2 separate regions of the Bombyx mori genome follow, and region 1 is linked to region 2. The links are chromatin contacts, called in public Hi-C maps. All regions are on one chromosome and are shown on one strand. Each heading gives the region's core, a stretch centred on a gene start, on an enhancer-like site or on the middle of the called end of the contact. The rest is flanking DNA. Distances are from core to core; before and after follow the strand shown.

Region 1 (3,375 bases), core at 152-2,651, 38 kb before region 2:
TTTGTATATAAGTAATTGAAAAGTTTTTTTTTTTTCATAATTTGAATCTTTATTTTGTGTTTCCTAAGTTCTGCGTTGTGCTTGAAGTAAATTCCTTGAAACATTCGAATGAAAACTTTGAAACATTCATTTTTTTTAAATGTTTTTTACCTCATAACCTTTGACTGGGTGAGTCGATTTTGATGATTCGTTTTTATTAGAAAGCTGACGCTTCCCGTGTGGTCCCATTTTAATTTAGTTCAAATTAGTCATATAATGGTATCCATGAGAATGCCATATAAGGCCTAAATTCGCATTAAGTACGTGCGCGACTAATAGATGAATAACTCAATATCACGCCAAGCGATTTCGATGATTATTGTTTTTTTAGAGTATATTAATATGTTTTGGAATATCTTTTTTTTTTCTATTTGAAGTCGGTTTTTGTTAAAGCACGTCTATTTACAATTATTATATTATGTACCATAAAAATGTGATTCTGAGCATAACGAGCATAGATTTGAAACCATTAGGTATAATAATATATTATATTAATCTTCCATTGTTTCTTATAACACAATCAATAAAATATTTCCTTAGTTTTGTTATTGCTTCCTTATAATAAAATATCATTATGAATGAAATAGTTAAAATAAGATTTTATTGCGATAGAATCGTTTTATAGGCGCATTTTAATTTAATTGTTCAATAATATATGTTCACACGGTTACGTGCAATCTGTACACCGAACGCTACATAGAATCGAAGTAACGTTTTCAGAAAAATCACCGATTTAAACTATAATAATATTCGCCAAATGACCGAACATCGACCGTAATCACTGACGCTACAAGGTTTAAATTCATTTTATTTATAACATTTTTGGTTTTATTTAATTATTATGGAGATCTTGATTATGAAGATATTGAAAACAGGCGAGACTAAAAATAACTAGGTGAGCTCACGTGGCTCAAACATGACGACGTTGCTAACACGAACCCTAGCAATAGTCGTGCTTCGCAAAATCTACCACTGGATCGGAACGCGACCCACTGAGAAGATCCGGCAAGAAACTCAGTGGGCTGTGTCTATGGGTTAATTTACTCGCCGAGCCCTTCGTCGCAAGCAAAGGGTTCGACGAGAACGTTGACGTTGAGGGCTTACAATAACAGAATAGGGCACACCGGTAATTGCGCAAAATTTACAAAATTTTGAGGTTTCATTAATCATAGCCCGCGGTTTTTCCTTCATCGTGAATATCCTTCATGTGATCACATGTTAAGTGCTTACGGCCTTAGAAAAAACGGTACCTAATTACTAGATTTGAATACCGGCATTATAGAATCGGTCGATAAGAGTACACGGTCACATCCATTACGCCACGGCGACTATTTATATCCTCTCTACCTACTTAACGTATAGACCCCTGTTTATTCAAAGTGAGGCATTTCGAAGCGAACTTGAGAACGTCCTTAACCCCGAAGGGAACGTCCTGGTGAAGAACGATCAAGGTTAAATGTGACCTCTGACCTCTGACCCTGTGTTTCTACCCTCAAAGTGCGTTCACACGGCACTTTTGGAATATCCTTGGAAACCGAATACATTTCATAGGGCCCGAAAGGCAGGTCTTTGAACGATACCTTAATAGTATCACTACATAGTATAAAACAAAGTCGCTTTCTCTGTCCTTATGTATGCTTAAATCTTTAAAACTACGCAACTGATTTTGATGTGGTTTTTTTAATAGATAGAGTGATTGAAGAGGAAGGTTTATATGTATTATAACATCCATTAAATAGTGGACAAATCAATAACAAATTACAGTTTCCGAAGCGAAGCGAGGGCGGGTCGCTAATTAAATATAATTCATTACAAAGGCATTTGAGATTTTGGATGAGACATTTCGTCTCCGGAGATTCTCGTACCAGTCAACGAAAACACTTTAATCACACTCTAGTACTGTTAAGAAACATAAAGCTTTATTATTCTATTCTATCAGCCCACAGAGGTCCACTGTTGGACATAGGCCTCGCCAAGCCTCGCCACAAAGATCGGTCCTGTTCTGCTTGCATCCAGCGGATCCCCGCGAACCTTAATAGACCGTCGGCATCTTTAAAATATTGGGATATAGGATAATTTATACAACGAGCTGTATATTAGCTTATTTGGCACTAAAACATGTAGTACATCATCGCCAATTAGTTGATCGCTAACAATAGACGTAGGGGCTAGTGTTGTGATTTATTTAGAGAACAATATTGTTGTTACCTTTAAAAACTGTTCATTTAGATGGGCAGACTTCAGACAATAGAAATTTGTCCTGTGAATTAAACAGCTATAAGAGCGCAGAGACGAAGAGACATTCGCATCTAATGTCACAACGTAGATTTCAGTATTCATGTTGCGGTTCCAGGATTAACAACCAGAATAAAAGATAAAAATCTGTCTGTTGACCTTTTTCAGTATCTAAGCTGCTGGATCGTTCAACGTATTTCGACAAATATCTGTACCAAACCTATATTTCTAGATGTCTGACCCTTGGAGTGCGTTCACTCGGCACCGCCCACTGAGTTTCTCGTCGGATCTTTTCAGTGGGTCGCGATTCCGATCCGATGGTAGATTCTGCAAAGCACTGTTCTTGCTAGGGCTAGTGTTAGAAAATTCTCTCAGGTTGAGCCCGTGAGCTCACCTGCGCGTCCGGGCGTAGCTGGAATAGTCTCTTAGGCTACCAGCGAATAGGTAGGGGGTTTTCCCTTTCGGCACTCGCTAAGATACTTTTAGAAAGCCGGCGCACAGAATTTTTTATAGGTCTCTTAGGTATTATATTAATATACATTTAATGTTTATTTTAAGAGTAATAATGAAAATGAAAGTAACATATATTGAAGTTTTTTTTTTTATTGCTTTGATGGGTGGACGAGCTCACAGCCCACCTGGTGTTAAGTGGTTACTGAAGCCCATAGACATCCACAACGTAAATGCGCCACCCACCTTGAGATATAAGTTCTAAGGTCTCAAGTTAGTTACAACGGCTGCCCCACCCTTCAAACCGAAACGCATTACTGCTTCACGGCAGAAATAGGCAGGGTGGTGGCACCCACCCGCGCGGACTCACAAGAGGTCCTACCACCAGTAAAAAGCTATAATAAATATGTGAAATACATGTGTTTTTGGAAAGCGTATTTAGAATTAATTATTAAATTCGAATTAACCGATCAAAGTATACATTTACAAATGATTATAAATTGCCAATAAACATAAGTGCTGACTGAATGAATACATTTGCAAAACAGTAGATTCAAAAAAAACAACAAACAACATATTTACAAAAACAACTATAAGAAAAATCATTCTGATGACCTTTAAACGTACAACAATTGTGAACAAGATAAATTA
Region 2 (3,672 bases), core at 403-2,902:
AAAATGAATTGCTGTTCGTTAGTCTGGCTAAAATTCGAGAACGGCTGGACCGATTTGGCTAATTTTGGTCTTGAATTACGTGTGGAAGTCCAGATAAGGTTTAAAAGGTAGATAAATATGAAAATGCTCGGAAATAAATAAAAATAACAATTTTGTTTTTCCTTTGATGTATCCTCCATCGAACGGATTCCTTTTGTTTGTTTTAAGTTTATTTTATACAAAAGTTTAGATTTAGATCTTTTATTTATCGATTGAGGCACTACGAAGTCAGCCGGGTCAGCTAGTAATTAATAAAATTAAATTTAGACCTGGCTCACGAGACTACCGCTATGTGGCATATTCATTCAACCATCATTGTTCCAATAGTTGTGTCGGTACACGACTTGATAGCGAAAAGTCTCGATCAACAGCTTAAGAAACTTTCGTTATCCAGCTGGGTCAAGGGCCTAAATACAGAAAGCAGTTACCCTCGATACCGCACGCATTGTGAGGAGGTTTCTCACTCTGTAGTCCTAACCACTGGTGGCTTGTGTCGTAGACACCGCCATCAGGAGCAATCTATTAAAAATTGTATTTCTAATATCTTTTTTAATAATTAATAAATCTAATTTTTAATCTTTTTAATAAATCTAATTTAATATTGTGTAATTAATAAGATTTTAAATAAATATAAATAAAAAAATCAAATTAATAAAAATTAATAAATTTGCGTTATCGGCGGTAAGGTATGTTGTAGGCTCGCACAGGTAAGCACCGCTATCATGCCTATTACTGTCACGGAGCAGTCATGCGTTCCTGTTTATAGGGCGGGGAAAGCCGTTACATAAATTACAATGAAAAAGTTAGTGGTATTGTTACTTATATTATAATGATTATGAGTTACGTTTTTTGACTTAAGAATTTGAGGTGTCATATTATTATCTTTGTAGATTTTGTTAACCTTTGACTGCTAAAAATTGCTCTCAAATTTGTACCGGCTTCTAGTCCCATATAACGCGGTTTCGCACAACACGGAACTTTGCAGGAACGTATTTACCGTGTTATAACACGGTTAGCTGTATTTCAATAGAAACAATATTGTTTTTATTGAAATACAGCTACAGCCGTAAGAAGAAACAATTTTAGCAGCACGAATGAATGTTGCTTACTTTTATTTCAGGACTAGCGACCCGCCCTCGCTTCGCTTCGGAAACATTAAAACACACATGAAAACAAATAAAACAAAAATAAAAAAAATTTAAAAAAAAGTAGCCTATGTTCATCAGGGACAATGTCGGCTTCTAATGGAAAAAGAATTTTTCAAATCGGTCCAGTAGTTTCGGAGCCTATTCGAAACAAACAAACAAACAAATCTTTCCTCTTTATAATATTATATATTAGTATAGATCGTATCGTCACGTTTTCAAAACTCGAAACTTGTACTCATAATCGAGAGCACGAAAATTGTTTTGACATACGGTAAAGGTAAATCTCGAAGGCTGGCTGGCTATCGAGTGCTACTGTCTAATGTAACGATCCGTTTTCGTATCGAGTACTCGATACATTTACTTTACAAATTCGATTGATTTTCGTGCTTGACGTACATACTGTTCTTAACGACAAGTTGGAAACGCGATCATGTGGATCTGACGGCTATCTGAGTCACACGAAATTCGCCGGTGACGCAATGCCACTGATAACATATATTTATTTATGGGATATTATGACCTGGTAACTAAGACCTTTAGGTCAAGTCTTATTTTAATTTGAATAAAAACTTTTTTATACGAAAAATTGAAATTATGAAATGAAATGAGATGTTAAGAGATGAAATATAATCTCAGTAAAACGGTAGTCATTTACTGAGATTTTTTCAGCGGACTTTTTGGAGGATCCCGAGAAGTTACGTTCTGCGGTTTTGTTTCATTTTCCCAAATTTGTGCACTTTCACAGATATTAAACAGTTAATGAACCAGTTCGAAGTCGTTGTGGCCTAAAGGATAAGACGTCCGGTGCATTCGTGTTGAAGCGATGCACCGGTGTTCGAATCCCGCAGGCGGGTACCAATTTTTCTAATGAAATACGTACTCAACAAATGTTCACAATTGACTTCCACGGTGAAGGAATAACATCGTGTAATAAAAATCAAACCCACAAAATTATAATTTGCGTAATCACTGGTGGTAGGACCTCTTGTGAGTCCGCACGGGTAGGTACCACCACCCCGCCTATTTCCGCCGTGAAGCAGTAATGCGTTTCGGTTCGAAGGGTGCGGTAGCCGGTAAGCACTCACCATTAGGTGGGCCGTATGCCTACAAGGGCAATAAAAAAATAAAAAACGTGCTATAGGAAGGAACTTTTTCTGTTACTTCTTTCAGTGTTTCTTTTACTAATTACTACCAAATCCGTTTTTAATGTTTACCCGATTCGCATATTGTTATAATAAACATTTACACACTGAAATTTGAATTTTCAAATACCAAAAGAATGAAAATATCAGATGCTGTTCGTTTTTCTTGCTTGATAATAAGGTAAGTTTTTAATTTAGAAAAAAGGAAATTTATGCTAATTAATTTGCCTTACTCATGTATCTACATGGAGGTTAATGTTATTATATTTTTTTCATACATTTGCAACAATAATTACAAAGCATTTTTATTGACATAAAAAGGAACATGCGTATATAGAAATATATGTAAACTATCTAAACAAGAAAATGGATGACAATAATTTAAAGTAAATTTTTTCACTCCGAATCAAAATCAGGATATTTTTTATTCAAGCAGGCCTAAACCACAGACGCTTTCAAAACTTAAGCACCAGTCAGAGTACAGTTTCCTGACTGAGACGAATCTTCAAGAATCTCAAGGTTTACCCTTTTCTAAATCTATGTTGATATACATCACTAAAAAAATCTAAAATATTATGGAACGGCCAAATTTTTTTTTACGTCCTCGTATTGACTATACAAAATAACTGCTAGAACATAATGTAAAATTGAACCAGCTTAAAATGTTTGTCGGTTATTCTAAATGACCACAATTTTTTAATTTTACGAGTTTTAGATAAGTGTTTTCACTTGGGCCAGTGTCGGCTGATAGATAAGTTTTACCTACTTACTTATAATTACTATAGTGATATCCCACTCACTAGGATTAGGTGGGTTAAAATCTGTCACCCCTTAAGTGAGGTTAAGATATAAACAGAGCCACACTCAGAAAGTTAAAGTTACAAACAGTTATTCTATATTTATATAATTTAGTAAATATAATGTACTTAATCTATTTAAAATAGTACATAGTTTAGTATGTTATTATTTTTAATTCAGTCAACAGTGCTAGTCATAAATGACTTAGTCAATGACATTTGAAGCAATTAATTATGCGCAAGAAACAATATTAATTTTATTTTCTTTGAAACTGGGTGTCCTAGATACTTAAAAGAAGGCTACCATATTTACTGAATGGTCTGCCAGTGGCTTTATGAGAACAATAATGATAGTTCAATATTTAAAAAAAATATCCTGGAACACTATAGAAAGCATACTAGTTATTGTATTATTTATAACTTTATTTAAGTCCAGACTTAACGGACCCTGTATTTAATCTGAGGGCACTTAGAATAAATAAGGAAAACTGTTGTTTATTTAATAAATAGAAATTTAGAATTCCGTCTGTCTAGATGGGTTGGTGG

Evidence for each region. A called contact is a pair of places that touch in the nucleus more often than the background predicts.
Region 1: a contact with region 2 is called in a Hi-C map of middle silk gland, with 1.6 times the contacts expected there. The contact joins two enhancer-like sites. A contact is called at or near these places in 3 of 7 Hi-C or Micro-C datasets (middle silk gland and whole pupa).

Annotation. Positions count from the first base shown.
Region 1 is chr24:7,319,232-7,322,606 of ASM3026992v2, reverse strand. All of the region lies in intron 4 of LOC101741339 (ribosomal protein S6 kinase alpha-5), which reads right to left. Among protein-coding and RNA genes, the nearest start is that of LOC134201255, 51 kb to the right of the region's middle. Within about 2 kb of position 1,401, at least 1 of the 8 cell types and tissues checked has open chromatin away from gene starts, as enhancers often do.
Region 2 is chr24:7,281,226-7,284,897 of ASM3026992v2, reverse strand. The region is part of intron 1 of LOC101741339 (ribosomal protein S6 kinase alpha-5); the gene reads right to left. Among protein-coding and RNA genes, the nearest start is that of LOC134201255, 14 kb to the right of the region's middle. Within about 2 kb of position 1,652, at least 3 of the 8 cell types and tissues checked have open chromatin away from gene starts, as enhancers often do.